Regions from separate parts of the Canis lupus genome. Here region 2 is linked to region 1. A link is a contact called in public Hi-C data. All regions are on one chromosome and are shown on one strand. Each heading gives the region's core, a stretch centred on a gene start, on an enhancer-like site or on the middle of the called end of the contact. The rest is flanking DNA. Distances are from core to core; before and after follow the strand shown.

Region 1 (7,920 bases), core at 3,672-6,171:
CTCCCCATGTTCTATGTAGATATCTTCCTACATTAGTCCTGTTGTGAAAATTAAATGCATTTCACTAATTAGTATATTACAAAAATATTGTGAATTCTATCATTACATTGGGAGTTAGGTACTAATTAATGGTTTTCACTTGCTGTAGTTAATACTAGTTTTAAACACAATTCTGCATATAACTCTGAAAAGAGAGGTAATCTGTGCTGTTTTAAAGACTTGTATGTTGGCAGATATGGTAAGAACTGCAGGGGAGACATTGGGTAGTACTTATAAACAAATTCTTTAAGAAAATAATTCTATTTTCAATAAATAGAAGGAATTTTAAAGTTTGTAATCAGTTCACCATACTGAATGAAATATATCACTGAAAATACTTCTTTTCTTGCTAGTTCTCCACTATTAGTTTAATTAAGAGAAGTATTAATGTTAAATTTACACTTATATGGGATCCCTGGGTGGCGCAGCGGTTTAGCGCCTGCCTTCGGCCCAGGGCGCGATCGTGGAGACCCGGGATCGAGTCCCACGTCGGGCTCCCGGTGCATAGAGTCTGCTTCTCCCTCTGCCTATGTCTCTGCCTCTCTCTCTCTCTCTCTCTCTCTCTCTCTCACTGTGTGCCTATCATAAATTAAAAAAATAAAAAAAATTAAAAAAAAATTTACACTTATAAAATATATAATGGTGCATATCAATAGTACAAAAAGACTTGATGTACCTTTTTGTTACTGAAGATAGAGATATATTTCAAGCTGGCCAAATCTTTGGTTCGTGGCTATTTAGAAATAGAATTTTTAGAAATTCAGTTAAAATGAGAACTAGAAAAATAGAACCTATTTTTTTTTAAGATTTTGATACTAAAGAGGGTCAAAGAAGGATAAATAATAACATGGTGGAAAATAAAAATAAATGATTAATGCTTTAGATCATTTAAAGAACCCCAATTTCTACTGTGTAGTCTTCTCCGATCTACAGGAATACTCAACACATAATGAAAAGTGTGTTTGGAAAGTGTGTTTGGAAAGTGTGTTCCATTTACACAAAGTGTACCCTGAATCTTTCTATTCACTTAGTGCCATCACCCAATTTTTTAAAAAAGATTTATTTATTTATTTATGATAGACATAGGGGGAGAGAGAGAGAGGCAGAGACATAGGAGGAGGGAGAAGCAGGCTCCATGCCGGGAGCCCGACGTGGGACTTGATCCCGGGACTCCAGGATCACGCCCTGGGCCAAAGGCAGGCGCCAAACCACTGAGCCACCCAGGGATCCCCTCATCACCCAAATTTTGATACAGATTTTTAAATTTTACTTTTCATCACCAATGAATATTTCTTTGAACTCTTAGAATGCATTTAATTTTACATGTTGACTCTTACAGTCTATGGGAATTTGTTTCCCTTAAAATGAATATAACTGCAAACAAAGAAGACAGGTATTTTTTTGCCAAGACATTTTTCCTATACTGAGTGATTCTTTGATGGAGAAGCTTACTATGACACACCAAATGTGCATGGGGAAGACTGTAAAAGTTGGTCAGGTGAGGCAAAGAATGAGGATGAGAAATTTAGTTATCAGGGGTTTAGTTCGGTCATTAGAAAAATGCCTCTTCCTCCCAGACTGGTTTATCCTGCTCAGTGAATACTGTTTTCTTCCAACATCTCTTTTTCCAATAGCCATTTAAAATAATAGATAATTTTTTTAAAAATAAGAAATTTACAGTAAATGAAATCCTGTCATCACATGGAGTGGGGGAAGGTGTTGATATTTTCCTGCATATAGGATATGCTTGTTGAATATGGCACCAAACATACTTCCTGCAGAGAACCACTCTTAGCAGCAATTAGGGCAAATGTCTTACTTAAATGGAAAATCTCATTACCATTCTTCTGCTACCTTAACAGAAGGAAAGCTTTTTCCAATGTTATTAATCACACCAGAGGAAGGCTATAAACTTCCTTTTAAACTGTGGTCTATGGCCAGTTGCCATAGTCCTCCTAAGAAAAGTCAGTATTGGTCATATTGGCCTTTGCCCTATTTGAATTCATGCAACTTCAGAATAAAATCCAGCTTTCCAATTCCTTTCTCAAATTGCTTCTCAAGAAAGTATGAAACCAAAAAACAATGTAAAATACATCTTTGATTTGCCTGAAAAATGACAACTAGAGTATTGAATAAGTTCCTTTTATTTGCCGCTATATTAATATTCAATGTTAATATTATACCAACTAGAATAGCTAGTTAAAAAACAGAATGTTTCCTAAAAACAAAGACCTTTTAAAAATCTCATTAGTGATTTTGTCAATTGTAACACTTATATTTGATAAGGGTGCAGTGAAATAGACATTCATATATACTGCTGGAGGTGACATAAACTGCTACCACCTTTCAGAAAAGGCAATTTGACAATACAATATACATTGAAAACCTTAAAACTTTTTTAGTTAAAAATTTGACCTTTTGATTAAAAATTTTTTGACTTTTAGAAATTTAGTGTAGTGAAATATATAAGACATTTATTTTTTAATATAGTTTTTTTTTAAAAAATTTTATTTATTTATTCATGAGACACAGGCAGAGGGAGAAGCAGGCTCCCTGTGGGGAGCCTGATGTGGGACTCAATCCCAGAACCCCAGAATCCCCAGCTGAGCCAAAGGCATATGTTCAACCACTGAGCCACCCAGGCGTCCCATATAGACAAACGTTTGTATACAAGGGTGTTCATCACAGCATTATTTGGAACACAGAAAAACTGGAAACAACATAAATATACTATAGTTGGGAATTGGTTACTAAAGTGACAGGCTATTCATATAACAGATTACCTTATATCCATCAAAAATATCCCATTTGAAATAAAGATATACAAGCAAAGGGGAAAAAAATGTTAAGTTGTTATCTCCCAGTGATTGGTTTCCAGCTGACTTCTCCTCCCTGCACCCCCAGCTTCACTGATAAATAACTGACAAATAACATTGTGAAAGTATAAGGTGTAGGACATCTTGACTTGATACTTTTATAAAATGCAAAATGATTACCACTATCAGATTAGCTACCACTCCATCCCACCACAAATGTATCATTTATTTCTTCATTGTGATGAGAACACTTAAGATCTTCTCTCAGCAATTTTTACTCCCTTCCGTATTTCCCCAATTTCCTTCGGATACGGGATTGACTTTTTAAAAAGGACCTTAAAATTCATTTGCTAGTAGTAGCAGGGAGTTTCTTTTCTTAGTACAGTACAAATGAAATTGAATGCCCTCTTTTACAGTGGTTGTGACTTCCAAATATTTGCAACTCTTTTCACCTCCCATATATAGTAAAATATGGAAAGAGCCAAAACAAATGTGTCATTTAAAGCTTCTCTTTCTTTCCAAATGAAAAAACAAAACAAAACCAAATAAGACTACCCTAGCCTCAACTTATTAGGCCTATGTGTGTCATTTCATTATAACTAGTTCTTTTGAGGCTTATCTGTATTTGACCTGCCTCTTCACAGTGCGGGTAGGATTGCATCTTCCATCCTTATATTCCATGCACCTTCTCCCTTCATTTCCCCTGTCCTGTTCTTTCTGTGTATTGGAGAGCGTGCACAATGCTCTGCTCTTCAGGGTCTTCATTATTCAGAAGGTGGCATATAAACGTCACACAACTCAAGCTTTATTTATATTCGTAAGGTCATAGGTCAAAAAGTTTTTGCAACGATTTACAAACAGCATCACGCGGTTCGAGGGTACTCTGCAACCCTACCCTACCCGACCCTCCAGGAGCTCTCGGCCTCGGGCAGCCGCCTCGGTACCAACCGCAGGAGCTAATACGGCCCGCGCACGCATCTCCGGGGAGCAAGGGCGCAATCAGCAGCCACACTCCCCAGCAATTTCCAAAGAGGAGGGCGAGGAGGGGCCGCAGGTGTGAGCTGCCAAGCCCACGCAGGCGACCCTCCACATGGACGGACCCACCAAATTAAAGGAGAACACCCTCAAGCCGGGGTTAAAAGCACTCGGTCCTGATGCAAATTCAATCGGGGCACGCTCCCCGGGCCACCGCGACAGTTCCCGAGGGCATGCGTTGTGGGCTCTCCGTCTCTCCTAGACCCTCCGCCGTCACCTCCTTCCGTGGCCCTCGGCTTTCCCCACTTCCTGGGTCCTCTGCGCAGCTCTGGCGCTGCAGGCACTGCCGGCCCGTGCATCCCGTGCATCCCGAGCAGCCCGTGCATCCCGTGCACGAAGTCCACGCTCCGCAGGCCGACCTCTCCTGGGCGCCAACGAGAGCATCTCCGCTCGGGTCCCTCGGAGCGTAAAACTCCCGTCGGTGCTGTCGACTCCGCTCCAAAGCGCTCCCCCGCGCTGCGCAGCCGCAGAGAACCTCTACGTGACAAAGTTCGGCGGCGCTCGGGGCGCAGGCTCCGAGCCGCTCCGCGCTAGGACGCTGATGTCTCTGCGGACCGCACGGCCGGGAGACGCCAGGCGGGCGGGTGGGCAGGAGCCGCGAGCCCCGACTGAGCAAACTCCGCGGCGCAAGCGCGGGGGGCTCTCGGCGCCTGCGCACCGAGCCGGGAGCCGGGAGCCGGGAGCGGGGAGCGGGGAGCGGGGAGCGGGGCGCGGGGCGGGGAGCAGACAGACGGGAGCGTCCGGGCCCCGCGCTCCCCCCGCCGCGCTCCCCGGGCCCGCAAGCCCCGCCCCCTCCAGCTGCTCGCCGGCCCAAACACCCGGGTGCACCGCCGGCGCTCCCCGTCCATTGGCCCTCAGCCCTTTCCGTTTCCGCCCAGCCCTCCAGCGTCCGCCAATCGGCTCGGGCGCCTGGGCGAGGGGCCACCTCCGAGGCCGACGCTTCGGCTCCCCGGGCCTCCCCCGGCTGCTGCCTCCGCTGCTGCTGCCTCCTCCTTCCCCACCTCCTCCGTCAGGCAGGCGTCTGCGGGGGCCCGAGGGGCGGCGGCGGCGGCGGCGGCGACATGGAGCCGGAGGCCGGCGGCCGAGGCGGTGCTCGCAGGCCTGGGGCTGGGCCCCCGAGCACCCCGCCGCCTCGGGAGCAGGAGCGGAAGCTGGAGCAGGAGAAGCTCTCCGGGGTGGTGAAGAGCGTCCACCGGCGGCTCCGCAAGAAGTACCGGGAAGGTAAACAGCGAGCTCGAGCGAGGGGGGAGGGGAGGCGTCGTCGCCCCCAGCCCCCTGTCACCTCTCCCCTCCCCCAAGGGGCCACCATTACAACCTGAAGGAGCTGCACGTCAGCCCCTGCCAGTGCCGCTCCTCCGGGCCCGGACGCCCCCTCCTCGGTCCAGCCCTCGGTCGGCGTCGGGCGCGCTCCGCCCGCCCCCTGGTCGCGGAGGGCCCTCCCGGAGAGTTCCGGGGCCGCCGAGGGACGGAGTCCCCGCCCCTCCCGGTCAGTCCCCTGGGCCCCGTCGGGGGGCCGGGCGTGTTGTCACCACACACACACACACACACACACACACACACACGCTCGCTCACACACTCACACGCGCGCGCGCGCACACGCGCCCTCCCCGCAGAGGCGGGGGCCGCCGGTCGCCGGGGAGGCGAAGGTAAACGGCGGAGGCAGGTAGAACCCGTTGGGGAGCGCCAGACGCGGAGGAAGCCTGAGTTGCCGCTCGCCGCCTCGCGCTCGACCAGCCCGAGTGACGTGCCGCCCGCGACTGAGCCCTCGGAGGCCGGGCTGCGGAGTCGGCGGGCCGCCGCGCCGACCGGACTGCACCTCGCTAAAGGGGGAGGGGCGCCGCCGCCCGCCCCGCCTCCAGCCGGACCTCCGCGCGCGCCTCGCCGGGGCAGAGCTGGGGGGCAGGCTCTCGAAATCCCCCTGATAGCTCCGAGTGGGCGGCTCCTCCGGAGGACGCAGATGCCGACGCCGGGAACCTTCTCCTGTGGAAGATCTTAAGTAGCCTCTGCGGCTGCCGCCCCGGGAGCGTTGCTAGTTGGATCTGCGGTTATCCGTGGTGTTTTTAAATACCAGGCTTCTCGACGGAGCTGTTGCAGAAGACTGCACTGACCACATGAAAATGACCAGTTTTTTGTTTTGTTTTTGCTGTTGTTGTTGTTGTTGTTGTTGTTGTTTTTCCCCACACGCTCGGGAGAGATTTCTTCCGTGCATCAAAACGGGGGGGAGGGGAGGGGGGGGCGGGCGGCGGGGGAGGTCACCTCCCGCTTGCTCTCACTTTAACTTAATCGCACACCGAAAAGACGGCAGCCTTCTAGTGTTAGCTTTATACCTCGTTAAATTCGGGGTTAGAAGCAAAATTGTGACAGCGCCGTGCAACTGCATGTTACTTTCGCTTTACACGACACTTTTTCAATTATTCTAGAAGATTAAAAAGAAGCGTCTTTTGTTCCCGTGAGTGCGGCTGATGTGTTTCATTTTTTCGAACTTGAATTCAAAGTTTCCCTCCCTTGGCAACTCCAGCTTAGCTTTCGGATCTACGTAGCTGCTTAAATAGTCCTCCTCAAACGTGGCCTGCCGTTATTGTTTAGTAGGTAACAATAGAGACTTGTGAGGCGTAGGTACGATGTTAGAATTTGTTTTTTTAAAAAAGAATGCTCTAACCCCCCCCCACACACACAATTTATTCAATAAAATGAGTAGTTGTCATGGCAACCATTGCATCATTCCTGATATTCAGAGAATACGCTTACATAATGGCATTCACTGTAGATTGGAGGAATCCACTGGAGAAATGAAGGAATAAATGGACACGATTTCCTTAAGTTTATCATGTTGTTTTGTACGACTCTAAAAGCAAGTATGTCTTTTTAAAGAAAAAGAAACTGACTAGCCCATATTTCCATTTTTACCTTCTTATAACAATATCATTATTGATTCAGAAATGAATAAGTTGCACCTAAACCAACCGCTAATAATGTGTCATCATGTCTTCGAATGCTGTTTATACTTGATTAGTTCCCACATGTTGAAACAGGTCTTTAAACTTGAATATTAACCAAGGCAACTTTTGTTTATAATGAGAATGGGTAGTTGGAAGTTACCAGAGCTAGAATAGATATATGTGGTTCATAAATGATCCAGTGTGCTTCTGGGAAGGTGAAGTCCCAGCAGTCTGTAACCATTTGAGTGAGACTGTTCTTTAGGCATTTTAATGCCCTGAATTCCATCAATGATCTAGATTTCTCTAGGCTTTATTCCACTGATACACAAAGCCCCTTCAGTGAACCAGCAAAGTAAGAGATCCAAAGAGTATGCCCTTCCTACTTTTATTTCTGACATGTATGGGAAATCTTAGGTGTGACTGGGTACAAATCTGTGAAAAGGCCAACTGTAGAAAAGTCTAACTATGCACATAATCCCAAGGAAATAATTTTTCCTCAAAGGAAAAAGTGTTTTCCTTTGAAGTTTTAGTATTGTTATAATACTGGTGGTCCACAGTCTACAAACATATAATTTATAAGTTCATTTGCAAGTCACCTGTGGTTATAAAATAATAATATACATGGTGCTTAGGTGCTAGATCAGGTTACAGAAGCCTGTTTGGTCAGTAATTGTAATACCAACAATGATGGAAACTACACACCTTTTGTAACAATATTCCTACCAGAAAATGCGGTGAGAATTCCAGTTTAGAATCTTGGAATGTTAGATTAGAAGGAACTGTATAGCATTTATCACTCACCTGGGGTGCCATTTAAAAAATTCCTGTCTTCCACCTCGGATGCAAGTTTCAGAATCCTTTTCACTGGAGCCTGGAAATTTATCAGCCAGTTTTGGAATGGTGATTTTTTTCTTTTTAAGATTAATTTATTTATCCAGGGAGAGAGAGAGGCAGAGACACAGGCAGAGGGAGAAGCAGGCTCCATGCAGGCAGCCTGAGGTAGGACTCGATCCTGGGTCTCCGGGATCACACCCCCGGCTGCAGGCGGCGCTAAACCGCTGCGGCCACCGGGGCTGCCCTGCAATGGTGAT
Region 2 (7,920 bases), core at 2,979-5,478, 140 kb before region 1:
AGTCTTAGAAAGGTTTAGTATTGTCATACAGCTAATAAGCAGCCGAGATAGAATTCTAACCAAGCACTTTGACCCAGAGACCCTAACTCTTAACCACTAACCAGAGATATAGAAATAGAATTAAAGCGGGAATTGAGGAGTATTGATCTCTTGTCATTTTTTTGGTCACTTTTTTTTTTAAGATTTTATTTATTCATTAGAGGCAGAGAGAGAGAGAGAGAGAGAGAGAGAGAGAGGGGCAGAGACACAGGCAGAGGGAGAAACAGGAACCATGCAGAGAGCCCAACGTGGGACTGGATCCTGGGACCCCGGGATCACGCCCTGGGCTGAAGGCAGCACTAAACTGCTGAGGCACCCGGGCTGTCTTTTCGGTCACTTTTAAAACGTTTCATTTAATCCTCTCACAATGCATTTTGTAAAAGGAAACTGAGTCTCAGAGAGAATAAACACCCAAATCCACAAAGCCGGCAAGGGGAAAAAAAGGAATATTCCTTATACTACACCATACTAGCTCTCTGCAGCTTGAAGACTAAACTGAGTGGCAGATATAAAAACAGAAATCTCACTTCAATCTACATACCAGTGCTGTTATAAGACAGTGACCAGTGGAACCTGCCTTGTAGAGATGCTGACAGGAAAAAGAAAAGAATCTATAAATAACACAAAACATAAAACAAGATATTTAGAGGAAAAGGACCTAATCATTAAGACACTGCAGTTTTGGGGTGTTTGTGTATATGTCTGTGTGCATATATACACATACACATGTGGGTGAACTCCTTACTTTTTGGATTCATTCCATTCTAAACTACACCTTTCATTTTGTTCATGAAATCTGGAGTGGTTCTCAACTAGGGACAGTATCGACAATCAAAGAGTTGTTTGGCAACGTGTGAGGGCAGCTGGTAGTCCTCATGACTGGGGGATCCTACTGGCACCTAGTGGGCATGGGCTACAGATACTAAACATCTTGCAGTATTGTGTCTGCACAACAAAGCATTGTCCTACCAAAAATGCCAATACTGTTTGTCCAACATTAAGAAGTATTTAAAGGAACCTTTCGAACCTTTCAAGTATTGCTAAGGAAAAAAATACATGATCCAGGTAGACTTAATCAACATTTTTGTCAAAGTACTGATGCTCCAAGTGGACAGAGGAAGTTAAGTAGGGATCTTTATAGACAGGTTCCTGAACAAATTACATTGTTTTAGATGCTTACTACATGTTATTTGTACATAAATAATATTATAGGGGAAATATGTAAGCCCAAATTTGGAATGAAGACTCAAAGTAAGCTCAGTCTAGATCATCAAGGATCTTTATATTTTAGCCCAAAAGCTGACTTCCTACATATAAGGTAGTTTCTACCACGAGCAGTATAAAGGTAAGTAAACAGTAATCAAATTGTAGTTATACTAATATTATTCAATCACAAAATACCTTCTAAGTATGTATCATGCTAGACACTGTTCTAGTAGATGGGAACTCAGTAGTGAATAAAACAGGAATATTTCCTGCCCTTCATGGAATTTTCACTTTATTTGTTTACCTACTACACATATAAATAAATACATATATAATTTCAGTTAGTGATAGGCACTATGAAGAAAAAATAAGGCAAGAAAGTGGATAGACAGTAATGGAAGAGGTATCTTTTGTGACGTACTCTGGGAAGAAGACGATATTTAAGCAGAACCTTGAAGGACACTGAGAAAACAGCCACTAAAGAGCCAGAAAAGTATTACTGGCAGAGGCAACAGCAAGGGCAAATTCAATAGGAAACAAAATGGGCACGTTTAAGAAATAGCAAACAGGTGAATGTAATTGAAATGGATACACACGAGTGAGTGGTGGGTTGGCATCAGAGAAGCATAGAGAGACCAGAATGTAGAGCTTTTTGAGTCTTGATAGAGTCTGGACTTCAGCTTAACGTGTCAGAAATGGAGAGTTTCAAGCAAAGGAAAAAATGATCTAATTTTTTTTTTTTTTTTTTGAATACTAGGGTAGTAAGAAAAAACTGAGAACTAGGATACCATACTACTTGGATACTGGGACTGGGATAAGGCACACAAAAGCATATATGGCAACACCTTTGCCAAATTGCCCGAGTGGGATGGGTGCTTGTTAGAGAAAGCTAACTTTATTTTAAAACTACTTGGGCTTGGGGGGTCCCTGGGTGGCTCAGGGTGTGATCACGCCTCCCTTCAGCCCAGGGTGTGATCCTGGGATGGAGTCCCACGTTGCGCTCCCTGCATGGAGCCTGCTTCTCCCTCTGCCTGTGTCTCTGCCTCTCTATATTTAATTTATAAATAAAATCTTTTTATAAATAAATAAATAATAAATAAATCAATCAATCAAACTACCTGGGCCCAAAACACTGCTGCACAAACAACTTCAGCCACCCTGTTTCAGACGATTCAGGTCATGAAATGACCTCTTAATATTTTCCAAAAAAAAAAGGCATTTTACCATCCACAGACTCTCCAAACTTCAAACCATCATCTTCAACCTTGACACACCTGAAACAGACCTGTAATAACACTTAACTTCAAAGTCCTCCTTGCTGACTTCGGCTAACTGAAATAAAGGGGGGGGGGGGGGGGAATTCCCAAAGTGTTCACGCTCAACTACAAGGGAATGTTTCCTAGTACATTTCGAAGTACTTGATTAGAAATAGGCAAGACTAACAGCTCCAAGCAAATGAGGCCAGAGGCCAAGGCAGAACTTTAAAAAAATAATAATAATCCAGGGGATCCCTGGGTAGCTCGGCGGTTTAACACCTGCCTTTGGCCCAGGGCGCGATCCTGGAGTTCCAGGATCGAGTCCCCCGTCGGGCTCCCAGTGGAACCTGCTTCTTCCTCTGCCTGTGTCTGCCTCTCTCTCTAGTTCTATCATAAATATAAATAAATAAATAAATAATCAATCAATCAATCAATCCAGGTTAGGGAAGCAATGCTAACCACACTATTTGTGGAGTCATCCTCGGATTTCCGATACGCAAGAGGCCTTGGTTTGGCTTATTTGGCATTTGTCTCAATTTAGCTATTTATTTGTTTGTGTATTTATATAATTACGATTACTTATTCAAATGTATTTGAATGTATGTACTTATCAAATTCATTTATTTGATGTTTGTATTTATTCAAATAATCACGATCGGCCAGTTCTACTGCGGGGGGCGTGTTAGGAGGTAGGACTATGAAGCTTTGCCGTCGGTCTAGAGAGACTGGTAACATTTAAGGGAAAAGAAAAAAAAAAAAAAAATATATATATATATATATACATATAAGATGCGAGGTCGCATGTCGCCGAGCTGAAGGAGCAGGCGGGGCGGCGACTTCACCCCTATAACCCGCGCCACCAGGAACTTACAACCTGGGGGGGGGGGGGGGTGCCAAGGGAATCGTCGCACGGGCGCCTGCGGAGGCTCACCTGAGGGCTTCACAGGGACCGCACGTCAAGGGTGCCCCTCAGCAAGGGTGGCCTTCCCCACGCAAACAACTCGTTCCTGATTTAAAAAAAAAAAAAAAAAAAAAAAAGCAGTCACCTCACGTCTTCTCAGCAGGACCCGGGGGCGGTCAGGTCAGGGTGGGTGTGGTGGAAACGGGGAGACGCCACGAAGCGCGCCCCACACGCGCTCCCGAACGACGGGGGCCGGTCCTCCCCGCTCCGGAGCCCCGACACAGCACATCGTCCCACAAACCACTTTTCCTACACTTTGCTTTTTCCCTACAAATGCCTTTCACGCCTCCCAACCACGTCTAATCCAACGTGTTCTCTCACACACGCACACCCCCCCCCCCCCATTGCTTAAAAGGGGATCAACGAACACGTCACAGGGCACAGCGGGAGGATGGTGACGGGGGATTCCCCCGCCGCAAAACGCTGGAGGCCGCTCGTTTCACAGGGTCCGAGGCAGACGGCTGTGCTCGGGCGCTATCTTCCCGCGGTCGTGTCTTCATTTTAGTCGCAGAAACAAAAAAAAAAAAGAACTACTTGTATGTCTTAAAACGTTAAGCGGGTAAAGAAAAAAAAAAATACTTGCTGTCAGGTCTTCGTCTCCTTTCTGAGAGAGCGTTTGGGACAAACACACTAAACCACTTCACCGGTAACACATTGCGCCGCCGCGGGAGGACGCCCCGCACGCTCGCTCCGGCTCGTCGCCCGCACGGCGCGCCCGTCCCTCCCTCAGCCAGGCGCGCGTCCCGGGGAGCCGGCGGCAGCGGGGATTGTGGGAAGTGTAGTCCGGAGGCCCCGCCCACTACGTCGGCAGCGGGGATTGTGGGAAGTGTAGTCCGGAGGCCCCGCCCTCTCCGCCATTCCTCTAATGGCCGCTTCCAGGAAGGTAAGGTGCCAACTCCTCCCCGGAGGGTATTTGGGGTCGCTTCGGTGTGTTTGTAAAGCGCGGGGGGGGGTCCGGTTTGCACCGCGCGGGGGCGAAGCAGGGATTGTTCTTAAGGTCTTAATGTGAAGGCCTGGCGGGAACTGGTCTCGGGGTTCGATTTATTTGGACGTTGATCCCCGTGCGGGCGGAGTGACCAACTTTAAGTCTAGTTCTGCTGCCTGAACGACGAGCTCGTCCCGCGGGTTAGTGACCCTCCCTCCGTCGTGCGTTCGCGCCCCTCCCTCGCTCTGCGCGGACCCTGGCCGCCTCCCGGATGAGGACGCTGATGGTGGGGATGGGGAGTAGATCCTAAATCCCCCCCTGTTGCGATCGCAGGCTCCGTCACGTGGCACCTCTTAGCCTCGGCGCCCCAACTCCGGGAAGGGGCAGTTTCCAATCGGATACGCTCCACACGCACATCCTTCCTTTGGTAAGTTTACACGAATTCCCCACGACCTCACGGACTTCTGCGTTGCATGACTTTTGCCAGACCGGTCTGCATCGCCTGGATGACAGAAATGCTAAGAAAATGTAAATTTTTTTTATTTATTTATTTATTTATTTATTTATTTATTTATTTATACATACATACATACATACATACATACATACATACATACTTAACTTTTAGGATGTTTTAAGTTTCCGAGTGCCTGGTGTGTTTTCCCTTTGTTCTTCATTCCGTTCAGTTTGCTTAGCCGATTCACGACGTTGGCACGATAGCGTGTGGGAAAAATTGCTGGAGTCGAGGGATGATCATGAAAAGGGGAGGTTAGCCCCAAAAGGCCATTCTTTAAATGCCTTTTGTCGACTTCCCCTCTTTTTTTTTTTTTTTTTTTTTTTCCTACCATAAAATGAGGAGAGGGGTCTGAAATTTACATTGAAAAGGTGTGTGGATTGCTACTGATGGATTTTTACTGTCCTCTGGAAAGGTGGGAATTTCTAACGATTTCCTTTTTTGTTTCCTTGTCTGATTTCTAGAAACCTTCAGCCCTCAAGATCCGGAGATAACCTGGAAGATCCCAACATCATGACCTCAGTTTCAACACAGTTGTTCTTGGTCGTCATTTCACTGCTTTTGGTGCTGCCGGTGGTTGAAGCAGTAGAAGCTGGAGATGCAATCGCTCTCCTGTTAGGTGTGGCTCTCAGCATTACAGGCATTTGTGCCTGTTTGGGCGTCTATGCACGAAAGAGGAATGGACAAATGTGATTTTGATGGGCCTTCTGAATCAGACCTTGCCCGGAAAACCTTTGTGTTATTGAGGTTAAAAACTGAGCTTTAGTGTCTAGAAGATCCCACGAAATAGGGTATTTTCACATTCTTAATTATCTCCCTGTAAGTGGGAACAAATTGATACGTGTTCAGTGGTGGTGGGGGGGGGGTTCATCACAACAAATAATACACTGAAAAAAGTAGTCTATAATTCATATGTGCTAGTTAGAAAAAGGGTCAAAGAAGTCAGATGACTGAAATTTCATATTATTTCATAGTTTCAGAGTTTTCAAAGTGAAATAGGAAGAAGGAAACCCTTACCCAGAATCCTAGGAAATTGCCCGTGCCTCCTCCATCACTGAGGAGTCTTTTCTCCATATTTTTATTAGTTTTTCGTTCTGTTATCTCCCAAATTAATATTGTATTTAGATATTAAATACAGTCAGTCAGAGATTAAAATTTTTATTTCTTGGGGGAGAAGTAAGAAAAATGTATTCAATGTATCTAATATTGAAATGAAGAAAATATTTAATGTAAAAAAGTTACTTTATATTGACATTGAAATGGAGACGAGATTTAATGTAAAAAAAAAAGCTTTATACTAACTGAGTTAACATTTCCATCATGAGAAGTACTATGTTAAATATAAACCCATTATGTTTTAAGTTAATGTGTGATGTTCATTCTGTTTATATCTTCGTATAGACTTTTATGTCAGCTAAGTGGTGGAGTGCCTTACCGTAAGTGATCACATTAGCTTATAAAAGCACTATCAGTGATAAATGAGAAATGGACAGGATCAAGGTAGGAGAAGCCCCTGGTAGAGAATCCACAGATACAGAAGGAAAAGTTAATGGCCTATACTGATTTTTATACTAACCAGATGAGATGTACCCTCTCTGACCTTAATACTCAAAATGTCCTCAAACTAGCATTATCACCTGGCTTCTTGTTAGAATCTCAGACTTCATCCAAACCAATTGGATCAAACTACATGAGGGTCCTACTGGAAGCAAGTAATCAAGTTTTTTACTGAAACCATGCATTATCCAATCTAGCTCTCCACATAACATTGAGAGTCTTAATTTTGATTAGAAAACAAGCAGCAGCAACCTGAAACCCTCTTTATAGTGGCATCCTGCAGGTTGAGCTCACTTGGCTTGCATGGGAAATTGGGTAGAGGGTAGGAGTAAGAGACAGCCATGCTATTCAGGCAGAAACTGCGTGGATCTGTTTTTGTCGTAGCTGATTTATTTTTTCAAAAGAGAATGCACTAACATTTTTGTTCAGATAAATTGGCAGTTACACATTGTGTAATTAATAGAACTTAATTTTACATGCTTTTTTTTTTCGTTTTATTTAAGGATTTTATTTATTCATGAGAGACACAGAGAGAGAGGCAGAGACAGGCAGAGGGAGAAGCAGACTCCATGTAGGGATCCCAATGCGGGACTCAATCCCAGGACTCCAGGATCGCTCCCTGGGCCGAAGGCAGGCGCTAAACCGCTGAGCCACCCACAGATCCCCAACATGTTTTTTTTTTAAAGATGGAAATAGGAATGCAGATTGTGGAATGGTTGGTCTTAGCTCATGAACCAGCCCATTGATTATGGTGTAGAGAGGCTGCTGCTACTTCCTTGTACATCTGAACTTTTTCACTGGCATTAGGAGAAGTCAAAAAGTACATTTTAAGTCACGGTGCATTGGTCATTTTGTCACCTTCAGATACTATTTTTTAAATGATCAAAATAAGACTACAAGCAAACATTCTTTAATGAACAATGTATTTCCAGAGGTATCTAGAAAGAAAACTGCTATTTTCTTGTTTTGCCCTTAAAAGTGGAAAATTATCATGAGGTAGCACTCAGAAATTTTGACAGATAGGATGAGGAATGCCTTCTCTATTTTTAGCTTCTTTTCTACACAGGCTGGATTATGTGGTTTTAGCCTGAAAAGAACAGAAACTTACAGTGGCTCTTAACCTTTTAAGGTCTACTAGCTCCTTTGAGAGTCTGATGAAAACATGCTTGCATTTTTAGATTAATTTCAAGTAGTTCACGGAACTGAAGCCCGTCCAGAAATCCAAATTAAAAATTTCTGTGCTTTTTTGGTTTTGGGTTTTTTGTTTTTTTTTTAAGATTCTTTCAGATTTCTGGATTTGCTCTGATGGATAACACCTGCTGTGAAGCAGGTAATAAGAAGAATGAGATGGACACATATCCCCCAAGGGCCAGCATACTTTATAGATGTCTACTAAATGCTCTCTGCATGCTAGCTCAGTTAAGTTTAGTTACAAAGGCAGAACACTACTAGTTAAAATCAA

What was found. A called contact is a pair of places that touch in the nucleus more often than the background predicts.
Region 2: a Hi-C map of blood shows a contact between it and region 1, with 3 times the contacts expected there. The contact joins the promoter of SMIM30 here to the promoter of BMT2 in region 1. A contact is called at or near these places in 2 of 9 Hi-C or Micro-C datasets (both in blood).

Annotation. Positions count from the first base shown.
Region 1 is chr14:52,579,459-52,587,378 of UU_Cfam_GSD_1.0, reverse strand. BMT2 (S-adenosylmethionine sensor upstream of mTORC1) reads left to right here and starts at 4,921. Exons shown (of 5, transcript XM_038557392.1): 1 at 4,921-5,111. The coding sequence starts at 4,952.
Region 2 is chr14:52,719,294-52,727,213 of UU_Cfam_GSD_1.0, reverse strand. SMIM30 (small integral membrane protein 30) reads left to right here and starts at 4,228. Exons shown (of 3, transcript XM_038557397.1): 1 at 4,228-4,345; 2 at 4,721-4,814; 3 at 5,366-6,267. The coding sequence starts at 5,415. The coding sequence ends at 5,594.